3 separate regions of the Mus musculus genome follow, and all the other regions are linked to region 3. The links are chromatin contacts, called in public Hi-C and HiChIP or PLAC-seq maps. All regions are on one chromosome and are shown on one strand. Each heading gives the region's core, a stretch centred on a gene start, on an enhancer-like site or on the middle of the called end of the contact. The rest is flanking DNA. Distances are from core to core; before and after follow the strand shown.

Region 1 (3,221 bases), core at 193-2,692, 49 kb before region 3:
TTGTGTCAAATGAGACACGGCATGTTAAGACAGTAAATGAATTTAAGGAATTATTATGAGTATCATCATCATTACCATCATCCAAGGCACTTTCCTCTCTGACACTGATTTCATTATTGGTCTTTGGGTCTCCTGGGGGAACTTCCAGTGAAAGATTCTTTTTCTCTCCTTTTGTGCAACAGACACCTGGCGGTTCTGGTTCATACTCCTGATTCAAGATGTCACAACTATTTGTCATCAAGCTGCTGGCATAAGTATCATTCGTGATTCCTTCCAGCAAGTATATTTTTAGTAAAGACAATCTTAGGCATTTGAAAGAGAAAGGAGAAAAAGATTAAGATGACAAATTTTTTGAGCCACAGGATATCAGCACAGGAAGATCTTTGAACAGTTACCTAATCTTCACATTTACAGAGCCCTGTCTCTCCCCCCCCCCCCCTTTTCTGCAATGTCCTGGAGGTTTCTGTGATGGATGAGTGAGGATTCTGAGGCCCCAGACCATATTAGGATAAAGTTTTAGAGAAACTTATAATAGGAATATAACATATCTGCCTTGCCCTCTTCCCACCCTTGTTCCTTCTGGTTCTTCAGACTCTTCTTTGCTCTCATGCCCTGTCCATGCCTTTCTCTGCCCTGTTCTCAACAATTACCTTTCATCTTAACTACTGAAATAAATTCCTACCAGTCTCCCTAGACCCACTCATCAAACAGCACAAACTTTCTGTGCCACACTTACCCCTTCACTACCACCTTCAAAGGTCCTTCCCTGGCTTTCCAAAACTGTTAGCGTGATTGTCTCAGCCTTGTCCCTCGCCCCACCCACCCACCCCTGCCTCTGACTCAGTGTTTCTTCCCTACTAGCTGCTTCCAGTTCCTGGAATGAGCTCAGTTAATCTAATCACAGATTTCTGGACCTATTATTCCCACTGCCTAGATTAGTGTTGGCTCCCAGACTCCATTATTGGAAGAACTTAAAAGTCCCATCACAGATGGAAAGTTCTAGGATCTTAGAGTTGTATCCTTAATGTCATAGCAAGCCAATTGCTTTTACTTCTGTTGTATTTTATTGTGATTTCTTTGTTTAGAAGTCATGCAGGCTCATTAAGGTTATGGACCCCTATTCTACCACTTTCTGTTTCCACTGTCTGTGAGAGTCTTCCTGCCTCGTGCTCTTAACACCTATGCATCACTCATATCTCTGTTCAACGTTACCTCAGAGACATGGTTCTTGGATCTGTATTCCATGGCAGTCACTTCCTTTTGTTAAATGAAAGTGGATCACTGTTCTTTCTTCCTTGTTCTTGCCTTGGAGTATAGTTGTGCTCTTGTTTGTGTAATTGTTTGATGAACACTTGCCTTTCCTACCAGCTAGTATGTTCTGGGAGGACAAAGCTCATTTCTGCTGTTGTTCACCACTAGATCCCCACATCTGACATCATCTTGGACATTTAACAGGTGCCAAATCTATTGGCCAGAGTAGATAAATCTAAGCATTGTGCCTCTGACAGGGATTCTAAGAGGCCTGTGGGCAGAGCAAACTGACCCCACCCCAAACCTCACAAAATATGGTCAAGCCTAGAAATCCTCTTAATAATGTAGAATAGTGCTTATAGGCCTCCATTTCTGAGAAACTTTTTCAGTTGAGACCATTTAAGTACTTAATACCTTCATGATTCACCACTCATGAAGGAATGCTGACCAATGATAAGCAGCTATTTTATAGCTTTTTCTAAAACGGGAAAGCCTTCTGAAAACAGGTCATAAAGCCGGTGGATGAGGCCAGCCACGAATAATATTGCAATTCTGAAGAAATACTGATTAGTCCGAATGCTAAACATGTATCACCTCAAGAAAAATGAGGAATTCTGGGCTTTGCAAAGGCTTTGTTCAAGGATGACCATACTTATCAGAATTTTATTTGTAATTCAAGGTCAGTGTTGGAAACAAGAACTTCCTAAATCTGCCCAGGCTACTATGACAGAAGGAGACTGGGTGGCTTCAAAATCTAAAAATTGTTTCTCATATCCTAGAGATCAGGCGATTCAAGATCCAAGTGTCTCTAGATTCAGTTCTTGGTGAAGATCTTTATCCTATGCTCCTGGCTTACACATGGCAAAAGCCTTGCTGTGTCCTCCCAGGCTGAGAAAACCTTTCTGTTCTCTCATCCTCTTTGATAAAGACCTGAAAATATGATTTTATTAAGGATGAGGGCTCCAACGTATGAAATGTCTTAGGGGTATGAAACTTTCCAGTCTATAACATTTCATCGCACCCCTCTCCCAAAGTGAATCTTTCTCTCATGTAAAAATGCATTGATTTCAGTTTGATAGCCCTAAATGTCTTAACTCAATCCATCATCTCTAAGGTCTAAAATTCAACTACATATCTAAATAAGATATGGGTGAGACTCAAGATACAATTTTCCCTGAGGCAAATTCCTCTCTTGCTATGACTGTATAAAAGCAAACAAGTTAAGTCCAGTTTCCCAAATATTAAGGGAGACACAGGATAATACAGGATAAGCTTTCCAGCTCCAAAAGAGGGAAGTCACAAAGAAAGAAAGAAAGGGTGGTGGGTCTCAAGCAAGAACAAAACCCAAGCAGGCAAGCTTCAGTAGCTGTTACAGGTTGAGAATAATCCTCTTTGGTCCTTGTTCTGCCTCCAGACCTAGTGCAATATCAACATCACCCTTACAGCTCCATGGCTGATTCATGCATGCCTTTGGCTCCACAGAGAGCCTTCTCACAGCCTCCTGCACGAACAGTACCCCTAAGGTAGCAGAAAGGTGCATGCTTAAACTGGAAAACTGAACTCATCCCTTGAACTGAGGAGGAACCAGCTCTCTTTCTGTTTGTGTGATAGAAGTTGCAATTCTGCTCTTCTCTGATGATCTTAGTACCATTCTCTTTTAAGGCACAGCCCCAGTGAATAGCTCTGCTTGTATCTTGTGGAACCAAAGAAGTCCTACAGCTGTCCTTTATTCTCTTACCTTTCCTGTGTCAGTCCCAGCAGCTAGTGTTTCTGTTGTTATCACCCTGCTGCTTTGCCTGCCTCCAGTTGAATACTCTGAATAGCATAAACATTAATAGTGTTTAATATATATCAGGGCACCCCATCCCCTCTACAAGCTGATATAGAAGGTTAATTCTCTTGGCCCCTTTATAGTTGCAACAATTGACAGGGCCAACAGTTAAGGGTCAGGCTCTACCTAGACACAGGGA
Region 2 (3,499 bases), core at 491-2,990, 58 kb after region 3:
AGCCATCTTGAACTCCTTCTCCTGTGTAGACCAGACTGGCCTTAAAAGAGACCTACCTACATCCTTATGCCGGTTTGAGGGTAGTCCTCAATGGGCAGCAGAGGGAAGACAGCAAAAAGACTGTCATTTTCCAGCAATTTAAAGCAAGTACACACAAAGTAGAAAGAAGAAACAACCCACCTGATCCATTCCAAGTGCTGCACTCCACACACCTACCTGTCTGTGTACCTGAACTGCAAACCAGTCCCGGAGCTCAGTTTCAGTTTCACACGGGATGACTGCGTCCTCCCCACTCAAGGGCTCTAGGGAGGACTAAATCACAGATCAGTCAAAGGCATTTGACAACTGTGAAGTACCAAAGGGCTATAAACAGTAGCTGTCCCCTTCTGTGCTTTTCCCTTTCTGACTCAGACTATGGCATCTACAAGAGCAGAAACAGCCTAATTCATCTTCTGACCTTAGACTCAGCTCAGGAGCTTTGACTGGCTGAGTCAAAGCCCTAAAGGTGCAGCAGTCACCCTCTGAACACCCCATCACCACCACCTTCCAGCACTTAGGCTTAAAGGGCTGCTTGGCTTGAGCAGGATTTATCTCACCTGGGACACATAAATCCACTATCAAATGTATTTTCAGATGCTTAGGAGAGAGAGCTTTGAAACCTAGTCCTCAGCCCCGGGCACGAAGAATGCTGCAGGGACCAGAGGTCTCCTCTGCCCCATTTTCTCTCCGCCTCTGGCTCCTTTGCTTAGCCATATCCCTGAACTGTGCTTTCTCTCCTGGTTGGCTGGACCAAGTGCAAATGCAATGGAAGTGGCCCTGATTAAGGACATCTTTGAACTGAGTCCTTCCATGTCCATATCCGAGTCTCTGAGATTGTCTTTACTCCTAATATAAAGATGAAAATTCAGAGGCCAGTGAAGTTCCAATGAGCAGAGCCAGGAGCAAATCTGATTGTGTTGATCTGGTGGGCTGAGCTGTCTCCATGGACTTTAAAAGCAAGGCTGCCCTCAGACACCATGTTGGCAACAGGATACATTGATTCCCCACCTTTCGATCCAGAAGAGTGGCAGAGGCAGCTAGAGAAGCTGCCGTGAGGAGCTTCCTTTGTATTTTGAATGTGTAGTCTCTAATTAGACTTTGCCTTAATTGCAAGATTTCCATGTACCCCATGACTGCTGTGTGCCCTGTCGGGGGATAAACACATCCATCAAGTGAGAAGCAAATTGTGGCTGTTACCTTGGCCCTGTCATCCTGTTGGCTTGCTCTTCCACAGTTCCTCTGGGGACTTAGCTTAGCCTTCCCCTGCTAAAGTGCTTTGGGGCTCACATTTTAATCAAATGTGTACCTGCCTCTAGGATAAAAAAAAAAGAGTATAGATTCAGCTCAAAAGTGATTAAATTTAATAACCAAAAGACCAGGAAAAAAGGCTGCTGTGCTGCGCATAATTTCACCAGATATTTCTTCTGTCACGTGGCCATATTCTATATGCTGTATGGGGACACTTTATTAAAAATGCCATTTATTTTAACAGCAGCAATAAGGGAAACACACACCTTCCCCTTCTTTCTCCCCACTGCGTTAAAGGCATTTGTGGTTATTAAATTACTCTTGAGTAGAGGAATGCCTGTCTCCAAATTTACTCTGAAGCATTTCAATAAAATGATCTCAAATGTTTATTCACTCAGCAAATACTCACCCAAAGCCATTCTGGGCCCAGTGCCTAGCCAGCACTTGGATAATGAGGTAAAGCAGGCAGAGCTCCTTCCTGTGTCCCAATAGCTCCTAGAGCATGGGGCAGGGCAGGGCACAAAAGCAGAGTCTGGAGCCTGGCCTCTGTCTCTTCAAGGAGCCAATGGATGGATGAATGGATGAATGAATGAATGAATGAATGAATGAATGAATGAATGAGGGATGGGTAGATCTAGAAAGATTAGCATAGACTAGTATCTCAAGGTTGGAGCTGCAGATGTGTGGAGCCCAAGAAGATATGAGAAAGATTAATAGTTCTCTTATAGTGTTCTGGAAGGGGCACTGACCAGTTCCTGGGCTATTCCTCTGAATAGACAATAGGCACTGGTGTTACAGGCAGAGAGAAGATGTAGGAGGAAGACCCAGGGCCATGCAGTTTTCCTAGAAATGTCCACAAACTGTCCCCACTCTCATGTCTTGTTTTACCTCAGTCCCCACACCCAGCTAAAATGTAAAAAAAAAAAAAAAAAAAAAAACAAATTTCTTTCAGAAAAGTGTGGGAGTGCCCTTCAAAGGTGAAATAAAAGGTGCAGTAACTGTGTAGCTTTACTTCTCCTTCAGCCCTGCAAGAAGTCCAGTGTGGAGGCAGGATCAGCTGAGAGGCCAAGCTGCAGAGGTGAAGCAAGTTAAGGCTGTAGTGAGCACCTTAGACACTGGACTTGGCTGTGAGATGTTAGCAGGGAATCATGGGGATTTGAACACGGAGGCCTATTAGCTGGAAGGGAAGGCCGCTGTGGTGGGGCTTTGGTAATGGAAGACAGGGTGAGACTGCAGTAAAGGATAACAGGAGGCCAGTGAGAGAAACAGAATCCTGGAAGCAAGGCAGGGTCAAGCTGAGGTAATGTTCTGATTAGAGGGGAGGCACAAGGGGCTCCACTGATGCTGGCTTGGCAGAGTCAGGAGACAGGGATATTGCTAGCCAGGGAGCATGCTAGGGACCTGTCTCTGGGACACTGTAGAGGGCTGTGCAGCAGGGTTGTGCTCCAGGACACTTTACCTGAACATGAATTCCATTGTTTGAAACCATCTATCCAGATGCAGGTCTCATGTTTACATAATCAGGAATCGAGCTGACAGGTGCTCTTTAAAATACGCAAGTAATAGCCTAAGGAGCAAGAGGTCCCAGCATCTACTATCATACTGTTGACACCAGGATGTCTGGCTCTCACCTCCATCCCTTTAAAGAGAGTCCTGTGATAATGGAAAAGGCACCAGCGTTTGTTCTGAGTAAATAGGCCAGGCTCCCATACCATCAGGAATGGGAACTCAATGCCCCTCCCACCTGCTGCTCAGCTGTGATCCAGTCACCGCAATGACATCTGTCCTAACATGCTGGGTTAAACAGCCAGTTGTGCAGGGACCTGAGCAAGCTCGGTGCACTGAAGAGGCTGCTCAGATCCTAGGAAATACTGCCGCCCAGGCAGGCCCTATGTAAGGATGGGCACAGGGTCTTACAGCTCACATTTCCGCAAGCCCTTGACATGGTTGAGGCTCCTGATGCTAGGGAGCCCTCCAGTGTTGTCCTCATCTAGCTCATATGCAGACTACCAGAGCTTGGTCTCTAGAAAAACCTTGTTCTTCTCATCCTGGGCCCCTTAGGCTCCAGTCTCTCCTAAGCAGAGCTGGGGGCTGATCAGCTGACACTAGGACCCAGCCAACCCTCACTCTCTCCAACCTTTCCATGATGAATGAATCCCCTGAAGCCCCAGCTGCTGTCCAGAACATTCGAACGTTCTTCCACAGTCCTCCT
Region 3 (3,426 bases), core at 897-3,396:
ACCTCTGACACAGTGAGGAAATCAACCATGCTGGGATAAAATTGGAAGGTGCCTGGTTGGTTCTTGAACAGTGTAGGGAACTGGGGAAAGAGAAGGCATTTGACTTGGTTTTCAGGGATAGCTGAGGTGGCCATGCACTCAGTAAAGAAGAACTTCCTAGGATGAGGGTAAGAAGCCAGCACAAGGCTGTGGTCATGCTAGGTTGGGAAATGCTAAATAATTGATGCAGACTCTGGAGTGGGCTGTGTCCAGGAAAGTGATGAAAAATGAAATTGATATTTTGGGGTGACCCTCACTTAGATGCAGAGATGTGCTAGAGTGCTACCTGAAGTTATTTTTGAAAATGTGGTCTGCAGTCTCATGGATTGTCATTAAATATGGCCAACTTTGCATGCCTCATCTTATGAGCTACCAGAATCTTACTTCTCATTAAATTCCCTTGACCACCAAAGTGATGTATTTCTAAAATAATCCATAGTCAAAAATAAATAATAATCAGGGGAACATATTTTCCAGAACACCTCAGAGTCATCGGATAAGTGAGGATGAAATTATTCATCAGGATGGCTTGAAGACCTATTCAGTTGACTGGATATAACCAATGGATTGCTTTAAGGGAACTTTATCTGACCTGCTACTCAGGCTTTGAGAGCTGTGTGGAGTTCAACAGTATAAAGTACTCCTCAAATCACAATGAAGTGAATTTGGGAGTTTGGCTTTATCTCTATCATGAGTATAGCTGATTTGGAATGTGAGCACAGTGCCTAAAGTTTAAAATGGTTAAATGCCTTTTATTATTATTGTGAGGACTAGCAACAAGAATGTGTGTATGTGGAATATGAGCATAAAGAGTACAAGAGAAAACAAAATCTCTCACCTATGCAAGAAACTCAGAATCATAATAAACATTTCAGTGCACTTGTTTTGTTACAGGTTAAATTTATTTAAATGAGTTTTTAAAAACATAGCATTTCGTTAAATCTACCACCTCCTTTATGCATGCCTTTATGAGAATACTTTTCTCACTATAACCTCATTATTAAGCTTTCTTAATGCTCTCAGACTAGAATGAAAGATTACAAGTAGCAGAAAAAATGGGTTATTCAGACAGTAATTTAATATTGACATAGGATCCAACTGAGATTCAAGTTCTAATACTTTAGTAAATACTACAAGGTCCTAGGTATCTATTCTTTCTATAGACCACCAAGCCTACAATATAACATGGAGTGTGTGCTCAGAAAAATATTAGTTACTTGAATAAAAGAATAAGTGGAAGAATGGATGTATGTGAAATTCTGTTTATCCTTCCCCCAAAATTCACCAATCTCTCTCTGACAAATACCCTGGTATTGAGCTAGACAATTGGAATATAAATAGCTCAGTTTCCCTGTAAGCATACAATACAGAACAAGTACAACTCTCAGCCTTCTTTCTCTGGAAGGTGTGGTTTGTCTGCAGGAACCAACCTTTCCAGGTTCTCATCTGTGATTTTGGAAACAGAGAAGGGACTGCTGTTCTGCCCAGTTTGGCTCCTGAACTCAACTGACTCCAGAAAGTCCGGCCTCTGCTCTGGCTCCCTAGAGCCCTCCATCCTTGTTTCATTCCAACTGTTCCAGCCCAGAATCAACAAGTAGTGGAGGCGATTCCTCAATGGAGAAAGACCACAGGGAAGAGGGGTGCCGCTGCTCCCTTAGGATAAAAACAGCCCTGGTCTAACCCTCTGGTATCCCAGCAGCTGGTTCAACTGGAAACCTCAGATTACTCTAGTTCTGGCCAAAAACTGGTTTGGCAGCTCTAGGGGAATGTTTCTGGCTCACTGACCCTCACAGCAGGTGCTGGCAATTTTGCAAAAGAAAGAGAAAAGGGGGAAATGGGTTTGGAGGGTGGACTGAAGGAACGGAGGCGCTTAGCTAAATTCGAAACACTAAACTATTGAATCCGCCCGAAAGCGACTTTTAGCAGCGCTCCTCCTATCCTCTAACGCTACTATCATATATGCTCTTTCCCCACCTTACTGCAATCGCACTCCGGCTGTGATTGCTCGGGTCTGACTTCGCAAGTGGCGGTGTGCTTCAAAACCCCCTCATCCGCCCCTCGCCCGGCTCTCTCCACTCCCCTCCCTTTTCCGCGCCCAGGCGAGAGCAGCCGATTGGCAGAGCGGGGCTTTCAGGAACAATAACAGTGGGGGGAGCCGGGGCCCCGGGGAGCCTCCCCGCCCCCGGCCCGGCTGCGGCTCACGCCCCTCTAGGGGTCCCCACCTCCGCACCGCCCCACGGGCTGACCGGCGCCCGGGCCCGCCCCCGGCGCCCACCATGTACGCCTTTGTGCGGTTCCTGGAGGACAACGTCTGCTACGCGCTGCCCGTGTCGTGCGTGCGCGACTTCAGTCCCCGCTCGCGACTGGATTTTGACAACCAGAAGGTGTACGCGGTGTACCGGGGCCCGGAGGAGCTGGGCGCCGAGCCCGAGAGTCCCCCGCGTGCCCCTCGGGACTGGGGCGCGCTGTTGCTCCACAAGGCCCAGATCCTGGCGCTGGCAGGTGAGCGAGCGGGCCGGGAGGGGCGTTGGGACCGGGCGGACCTGGGGCTGGTTCCGGGAGAGGCCGGGCGGCTGGGGCCAGGGAGCCACCGCTTGCTCTTGCCTCCCGTTCCGACTCCTTGGGCTTTCTTTTGGGTACCAGGTGTCTCTAAGAGGCCAAACCAGTTAAAAAGACCTGAGGGTCCCCTTTGTCTTCCTTGCTTCTCTGACACTCCTGCGCCTTGCTGTCAGTCAGCTTTCTCTACTCTGCTCTCTTCTTTCTGACTCTTTTGTATTCCCCTTGGCTCTTCATTTTCTGCTTCTCTAGCTGCCTACTCTAGCTGTCATCTCTCCCATCTCTCACCTTCACCTCTCTCAGTTACTTCCCTCTGTGTTGCTTTCCATCTTAAGTTTCGAAAACTGTACCTCCCTCTCTCCCTTTAAGGCCCTTGGCGTCTCCTTGGAGCAAGAAGCAGTGTTAGGTCCTTTTGATGGGGGCCCTTTTTCACAGAAGGAATCTCTGACACTGTTCCATCTGGGCCATCATTAGGACAAGGAGACCAAACCTCAGTGTACTGCCCAAGGGGCACAGGTGAGGAGGTGAAGGGCCTTAGGTAGCCTCATCTCCACCCCACTTTATGCATCTCCCAGAAGGCTCCTTGAGAGAAAGATGGTACAAACAGTTTCTAGTTCAGGTGAGGGCCTGACCTCCTAACTCTGATCACACCTGGGGGTGGGGAAGAGGGAAAGGAGACAGGCTGACAGGCAGGCAGGTGGTCTCTTGGTTAATGGGTAAAGATAGATTCAGTTTGTTAACAGGACAAGCCTTTCGGCCTCCTGTACTATGCTGTATCACGCTGAGACATAGGTTCCTCTTCAAGCAGAAACATTTGGCCTTCTTTCTGAT

What was found. A called contact is a pair of places that touch in the nucleus more often than the background predicts. HiChIP or PLAC-seq counts read pairs in DNA pulled down with a chosen protein or histone mark.
Region 1: a contact with region 3 is called in an H3K27ac HiChIP or PLAC-seq map of extraembryonic endoderm stem cells. The contact joins the enhancer-like site here to the promoter of Bend5 in region 3. A contact is called at or near these places in 1 of 39 promoter capture datasets (pre-B cells), 3 of 484 Hi-C or Micro-C datasets (cerebral cortex and nephron progenitors), 2 of 115 datasets of contacts at active chromatin or transcription factors (embryonic stem cells and extraembryonic endoderm stem cells) and 2 of 9 other capture datasets (adipose tissue and liver).
Region 2: a Hi-C map of embryonic fibroblasts shows a contact between it and region 3, with 1.7 times the contacts expected there. The contact joins the enhancer-like site here to the promoter of Bend5 in region 3. A contact is called at or near these places in 2 of 39 promoter capture datasets (embryonic stem cells and pre-B cells), 3 of 484 Hi-C or Micro-C datasets (B cells, embryonic fibroblasts and extraembryonic endoderm stem cells), 3 of 115 datasets of contacts at active chromatin or transcription factors (double positive thymocytes, embryonic stem cells and extraembryonic endoderm stem cells) and 2 of 9 other capture datasets (adipose tissue and liver).

Annotation. Positions count from the first base shown.
Region 1 is chr4:111,364,154-111,367,374 of GRCm38.p6, forward strand. All of the region lies in intron 6 of Agbl4 (ATP/GTP binding protein-like 4), which reads left to right. Among named protein-coding and RNA genes, the nearest start is that of Bend5, 49 kb to the right of the region's middle. Within about 2 kb of position 1,443, at least 3 of the 459 cell types and tissues checked have an H3K27ac peak or open chromatin away from gene starts, as enhancers often do. A contact at or near this core is called in extraembryonic endoderm stem cells, where this site is marked.
Region 2 is chr4:111,471,536-111,475,034 of GRCm38.p6, forward strand. All of the region lies in intron 6 of Agbl4 (ATP/GTP binding protein-like 4), which reads left to right. Among named protein-coding and RNA genes, the nearest start is that of Bend5, 58 kb to the left of the region's middle. Within about 2 kb of position 1,741, at least 11 of the 459 cell types and tissues checked have an H3K27ac peak or open chromatin away from gene starts, as enhancers often do. A contact at or near this core is called in embryonic fibroblasts, where this site is marked.
Region 3 is chr4:111,412,860-111,416,285 of GRCm38.p6, forward strand. Bend5 (BEN domain containing 5) reads left to right here and starts at 2,147. Exons shown (of 6, transcript NM_026279.3): 1 at 2,147-2,541. The coding sequence starts at 2,316. The region is part of intron 6 of Agbl4 (ATP/GTP binding protein-like 4); the gene reads left to right.